2 separate regions of the Macaca fascicularis genome follow, and region 1 is linked to region 2. The links are chromatin contacts, called in public Hi-C maps. All regions are on one chromosome and are shown on one strand. The core of a region is the stretch at or near the end of the contact, and the rest is flanking DNA. Distances in the headings are between cores, read along the strand shown. Region 1 overlaps ETV6 (ETS variant transcription factor 6). Region 2 holds the start of ETV6 (ETS variant transcription factor 6).

Region 1 (3,168 bases), core at 329-2,828, 220 kb after region 2:
TCAGTGACATTGGCACATTGTGGGGATGAATAGGCCGAAATGCCGGGCACACAGTCAAGGGGAAAGGCTCCAAACCAAGCAGAGGTTGAACCTCAGGTAACTGGAGTAGGGGGCGTATTATTAGTTAGCTAGGGCCGCTGTAACAAAGTACCCCAAACTGGGTGGCTTAAACAACAGATATTTATCATCTCACAGTTCTGGAGGTTAGAAGTCCAAGGTCAACATGGTGTGCCAGAGTTGGTTCCTTCTGAGAGCTTTGAGATGGGATCTGTTCCATGACTCTCTCCTCTTTTCTGGTGGTTTGCTGGCAAGCTTTGGCATTCCTTGCCTTGGAGGTCTCTGCCTTCATCTTCACCTCCTTTCTTCCCCTGTGTATGTCTCTAAGTCCAAAGTATACTTTTTATAAGGGCACCAATCATATTGACTGTTCATAAAATGACCTCATCCTAACTAATTGCATCCTCAAGGACTCTCTTTCCAAATAAGGTCACAATGTGAGGGTACTAGGGGTTAGAACTTCAACTTATGAATTTTGGGGGAGAGATTTTCATCCCCTAATGGGCTTAGGAGACCGGGAGTGGTATATGAAATATAGTTTAAATTCCACTTCAAGACCTTGAGCTTATGACTTCTGTCTAGCTCTGTGTATCATTCATACTCCCACTAAATTTTAACAAAATGACTGGGATAGGGAGAAAGTGAAGCCCAGTGGACTGAGGCTTGAGTGAGCATTACCTGCTGGGCCTGTTGATTTGCATCTCCCTGGTGACCTTCTTCTCTGACCAGCATCTGTGGGCTTAGGGAAAGCACAATGGTGGAAATGTGATCCTGGTGTGTGAGATGCAAACTTGATCTTAGCCTTTGCTGTACCCTGGAAACCTACCAGTCAAAACTTTCACCAAAGGCAGATTTTTGTTTGTTTGTTTAGGTTTACTAGTTACTTATTATTTATAGCGTGATTAAATGGGGTCAAATTTTTATGAATTTTTAAGTAGAGAAACTTTCCTAACAAGAGGAAAGGGTAAGAAATCAGACCTTTTTGTAAAGAAAATTACCACATTTAAAGTCCTGGTTTATTTTAGGCTGTTTGGCAGTGAGAAGAAGGGATTATTTGTGTCTAACAGAGGTCTACCAGGAAAAAGGTTTCAGATCAGAAAACACTTCCAACCAGAATGACAGTTCCCTGCCCGTCCTTGGTCTTTCTTCCTCCCTTCCTTCTGTGTCCACAGGGACTAATTATGTCTGGCTTTCCCTCCCTCTTCCTTGTATATTTCCCTTCCATATCAAGACCTTCAGAATGAGGGCAATGTGGATAATTTCCCAGTTTTCCAGCTGGGCAGCTCACCAAGAACAAACCCAGACATCAAGGCCAGACCAAAAAAATCTTCTTGTTTTAGACAGAAGACTCCTACATCTGGGGGATTTAATGCACCCACTGTCCGCTCAGTGCATTTCCTGTGTCCGGAGCTTCTCTGCCTGCCGGCTCTGGTCTCGTAAGTTTCCATGCCCTGTTGCCAACTTATAATAACAGAGGTGGCAGGCAGTAGGCTAAGAACGTCATAGCCCACTCGGTACACGGGCACTGCTTTGCAGACTGAAACAAAGCTTGCAAGGTCTCACTGCAGGCCTCTCGGCCTTGACAGTGGTTGTGCCCAGACCACCAGGAGCCTGGAATTAAATACCCTCGGATCCAGTTCTCTACTGTTAATGTTATCAGCTTCATCAAGTACTTCCTCTTTGAGTGATATCTGCAGAGAAATAAATAAATCAAGCTCCTCCAAGTCCTGTTCCTGCCTGGATCCTGAGTCCAAAGTAGAATCTGAGTTGGATTATCCAAAGCACTATCACCCTCCTGCATTGTTCCCAAGGTCTGGGCAGGAACGGAGAGTGAAATCTCTCCAGGACATTACATCAGTTCCTCCTTTACCCTTGGCATGAAAGTTCTTCCTCTCCTGGTCCTCCCAGACTTCCTAAGGCCTGGCCTGAGTGCACACCCACACACAAAGCCTTGAAGCCCAGGACATCAAAGAAAGCCTGCAGGTAACCAGATTACTGACCAATGCCTGTGACTGTTTTGAAATTTGTAAGATGGGAAATGGATTCAGGAAATGGGATTTTTCAATACATGGTCTTCATCATCCTTAAGTATTTTAAACCTTAATAAGCTTTTAAGTAAAGAAAGACATTCTGGGCCGGGCGCGGTGGCTCAAGCCTGTAATCCCAGCACTTTGGGAGGCCGAGACGGGCGGATCATGAGGTCAGGAGATCGAGACCATCCTGGCTAACACGGTGAAACCCCGTCTCTACTAAAAATACAAGAAAATTAGCCGGGCGAGGTGGCGGGCGCCTGTAGTCCCAGCTACTCGGGAGGCTGAGGCAGGAGAATGGCGTGAACCCGGGGGAGCGGAGCTTGCAGTGAGCCGAGATCGCGCCACTGCACTCCAGCCTGGGGCACAGAGCAAGACTCCGTGTCAAAAAAAAAAAAAAAAAAAAAAAAGAAAGACATTCTGTAAATGGCATTTAGAAGAAAATATAGGAAAGTTCAAACTGGAACTGTCTTCAGTTGTTTACAGTGATTATACTCTGTGACAAATGAAAAGTGAACCATGGACAAAAGATAAATACATTTCTATGGGCAGCAGAATTGAGATCCATATTATCTATAAAAGGAAAGTTTGCCTTATCTCCAGAAGATTACAGATCATTTTAGTCAGTGCCTGGTAAGCATTTATATGCATTTGGGTTAAAGTGAGGAAGTTAGTGCTTGTCATCCCAACCTATATCCTTGCAAGGTTAATTAAGCACTTTAAAAAAAAAAAAAAAAAAAAAAAAGCTTTTTATAACAGGAAATATCAAACCTATACAAAAGTAAAGAGAATTGTATAATGAATCACCATGTACCCATCACCAGTTTTGATGGTCAACTCAAGGCCAATCTTGTTTTCCCCTGTGGTCTACTTCCTCTCTCCTTCACCATCCCAGATTATTTTATAGCAAATCCCAGATATATAATTTCCCTTGTAAATAGTATCAACAGGCCGGGTGCGGTGGCTCACACCTGTAATCCCAGCACTTTGGGAGTCCGAGGCAGGTGGATCACAAGGTCAGGAGATCGAGACCATCCTGGCTAACACAGTGAAACCCCATCTCTATTAAAAATGCAAAAAA
Region 2 (3,253 bases), core at 6-2,505:
ACTCAATAAAGACGAAATTACAACAAATTTCGTTTTACATTACACATCCACATATTAAACCCCCATATATGTGTTAACAAGGTTAGAATTTAAGTATAATGATAATGTTCTCAGTTTTTTGTGGTGGACACTTCAGGGCAATTTAAGAGACTGTAAATAATAATAAAAATAATAAAGTAATCAGACCACTTGTGCTCAAGGCTAGACCCCTCAGTCCCAACGGCCTCAACCACCCTCAACTGCTTTTCCAACCAAATATTCCTCCCCCTGCAGGATCCCAGGGCCATCCAATCAACCGGCCAATGACGGTTTCACAGAAGCGGTCCTGGGGAGGGGTATTATCTGCAGGAACACGTCCTGCCAAGTTTGTAGTCGAGTCACCTATTTCGGTTGGTGGCGGCCGCTATTTCTTTAAAAGGGCAGTAGATTTCGAAACAGGAGGGGGAGATCAGGAAAAGGAACTCAGCTGCCTTTGATAACTGCCCTGCAACCTTCCCGTCCCGGAGCGCGTGCTCGGCTGGGGAAGCGCCCGCGGCCGCCGCATCCCCAAGCGGGCGCGCGGCGCCACCTCTTTCCGGGGCGCCCACCTTCCCCGGGAATCCCCCCGCCCGGCGGTCCCCCAGCGTCTGCAGCGCGGCCGCCCCGGCTTTGTCTCCGGCGTCGCGCTCGGGCGCCCGCTCTCCCCACATTTCCCCGTGTGCAGGCTGTAACCCGATCTCCCATTTCCTGGTGGATTCTCTTAAAGAGGCAGCGGTCGAGAAGCAGAACAAAGGCTATTGTTTTATTTCCTCCTTCGGATTCCGCGTCCTTACCGGAATGGCCCTTCATAGATAATTACTTTCGTTGCATCTGCGCTTAGGGAAACGTTTCAAAACCCTTGTGCAAATCGATGTATCCAAGAGATGGAGCCAGGGGAGGTGGGAGGAGTTTAATAAAACCTGTTTTGTGGTGTCTGGGGCCACGATGTAACGTTTTTTAAAGGTGTCTTCCTTAAGCCCGGAAATTGGCTCCGCCAGCGGGAGGTCTCGCGGCGTGGAGGGCGGGCGCCCGCACCGGGGGCCGGCCTGGGGGGCTGCGCCGCTCGCCCCGCTAGCAGCCGCGGCCTGGCGCGGCCCCGCTCCCCGGGTTTCCTCCGCCCGCGCCCCCGCGGCCGCCCCTCCCCCGCGCGGCTTTTATTTCCCCGATGCCGGGCTGTAACCCGAGCTTTTATTTCCTGGTGGCTCCTTTAAGAGGCAGAGCTCAGTGCTGGGAATTCACGTCAGTTTCTGCACTGAAACTCTCAAGATCAATGAGCAAAGAGCTTTCTCAGTTCTGCCTTTCAGTTTCTCTCTTCCAGGAAGGAAAACATTCGAGAGAGCGAGGGAGAGCGGCGGGAGGGCGGGGGGCGGGGGCGCCGGCTGCGGGTGGGAGGAGAGACCGGGAGGCTGGCCGGGCTGCGTCCCGGGTCCCCGCGCCGCGCCGCGACCTGCAGACCCCGCCGCCGCGCTCGGGCCCGGCTCCCACGCCCCCGCCGCCCCGCGCGCCCAACTCCGCCGGCCGCCCCGCCCCGCCCCGCGCGCTCCAGACCCCCGGGGCGGCTGCCGGGAGAGATGCTGGAAGAAACTTCTTAAATGACCGCGTCCGGCTGGCCGTGGAGCCTTTCTGGGTTGGGGAGAGGAAAGGAAAGTGGAAAAAACCTGAGAACTTCCTGATCTCTCTCGCTGTGAGACATGTCTGAGACTCCTGCTCAGTGTAGCATTAAGGTAAAAATCTTCTCCCCTCCCTCTCCGTGGTGGAAACCCTGAGCTGCACCGGCCAGGGCAGTCGTGCTGGGCTCCTCAGAGCGGGCTGTTGCAGTTGCTCTGTTCGCAGTAAATTATTTGGGGCGCGAGGGAAGGAGATGCAGCTCGCGGCGGCGGCTGTACCCTTTAGCGTAACCTTGCTACTCCCCACCGCCGAGCCCCTGCCGGCTCCTCGGCCCCCACCCTCTTGCTTTTTGACAATGAAATGCCGGTCACAATTGGTCAGGAGCAACCCGGATTGTCTCCAGAACTGTAAAACACCCCCGTAATTAGTGCGCTTAAAAAAACCCCCAAAAACCTGCTCCCTATTCCTACACCCAACATGTGACTGAAATGTAACTTTTGTCCCCGAGGGGTGGTCTTCTTAGAAAAAAAGTTCTTCAGTCCCAGCTGCGATAGAATCTTTTTCTTCATTTTTTTAAAGGACTCTCTGGGTCTGATCAGACATGATTTTTTTCCCCCTCGTCTGATTGTAATTGCAAGTGCTGTCGGAGAGGCAGTCCTGGTGTCAGCTTTTCCTAGGCATTGCACAATGAATTTTTTTTTTTTTAACCTAGGTGAATAAAGTTGCTGAATAGTTATTTTACTCTGATCCATATGAAAGTTGAGCAATCCCAAAGTAGAAAACTCCTGTGATGCAGGGAGAGGAAGAACTAAGCAAACCAGGCAAAATGACCTTCTGTGTTTGACAGTGCAGAGAGGATATCTAAGAGCAGCACCCTCCCAGCTTTCTGGCCGGTTTTGCAGTATTGTAAATGCAGGGCGGTGGATGTTTGTAAACACACTGCTGGGCTACCCAGTAGTTGTGTGTATGCATGTCTATATATCTGTAAAGACTGTGGTGCTGCGGTTTGTTGCTTCTGAAAAGTTGTTGTAAAGTTTGCCACCATTGGGAGGCAGGATGATTTATCCGTCTACCCCAGTTATTTTTCCCATCGCTGCATTTATTGTACACTTTATTCATTTCACTATTCCACCAGTACCCAGGTAGAAAGCCTTCCGCCCCTGTGAGAGGCTGAAGCTGCTGAAGTTTTGTTTTTGGTTTGGCCTATTTAATGTATGTTCATTGAATGGACATTACAGCAACAATGGACAAGTAACCTGTTTTCTTCGTCTGTAGAAAAACCCTTCCTGTTTTAACACTGCCTTTCAATTAGAATCTGTGTAGGGGAAACGCAGTAGTTCATCATACAGGCTTACTAGGTTTTTAATAATTAGAATCACATTTTGGTGTTTCTTACCAGAAAACATTTTCATGGGTTTGAGGAGAGGCTAATGTGAAATCAAAAGGTGTGTTGGGCTTCTTTGTTTTTGCCTCACAAAAATGCCCAATGGAACTTTTACGCTTTTGTGTTTGTACATATCTGGAGGTAGCAGTATGTCTGTGGGCATGGGGCGTGCCACACTAAAGAACTTGGGGTACTTTGATATTAATACTTCAAAACCAGTTTCTTTTGTGGTATAAATTAGAT

The links. A called contact is a pair of places that touch in the nucleus more often than the background predicts.
Region 1: a contact with region 2 is called in a Hi-C map of skeletal muscle, with 4 times the contacts expected there. The contact joins the enhancer-like site here to the promoter of ETV6 in region 2. A contact is called at or near these places in 2 of 2 Hi-C or Micro-C datasets (liver and skeletal muscle).

What each region holds. Positions count from the first base shown.
Region 1 is chr11:14,640,908-14,644,075 of T2T-MFA8v1.1, forward strand. All of the region lies in intron 3 of ETV6 (ETS variant transcription factor 6), which reads left to right. Among named protein-coding and RNA genes, the nearest start is that of BCL2L14, 190 kb to the right of the region's middle. Within about 2 kb of position 1,579, at least 2 of the 6 cell types and tissues checked have an H3K27ac peak or open chromatin away from gene starts, as enhancers often do.
Region 2 is chr11:14,424,385-14,427,637 of T2T-MFA8v1.1, forward strand. ETV6 (ETS variant transcription factor 6) reads left to right here and starts at 1,256. Exons shown (of 7, transcript XM_015430391.4): 1 at 1,256-1,742. LOC141408025 (a long non-coding RNA gene) reads right to left here and starts at 1,146. Exons shown (of 3, transcript XR_012420036.1): 1 at 813-1,146. It overlaps LOC135966172 (a long non-coding RNA gene), which reads left to right and starts at 1,802. Exons shown (of 2, transcript XR_010579295.2): 1 at 1,802-3,253.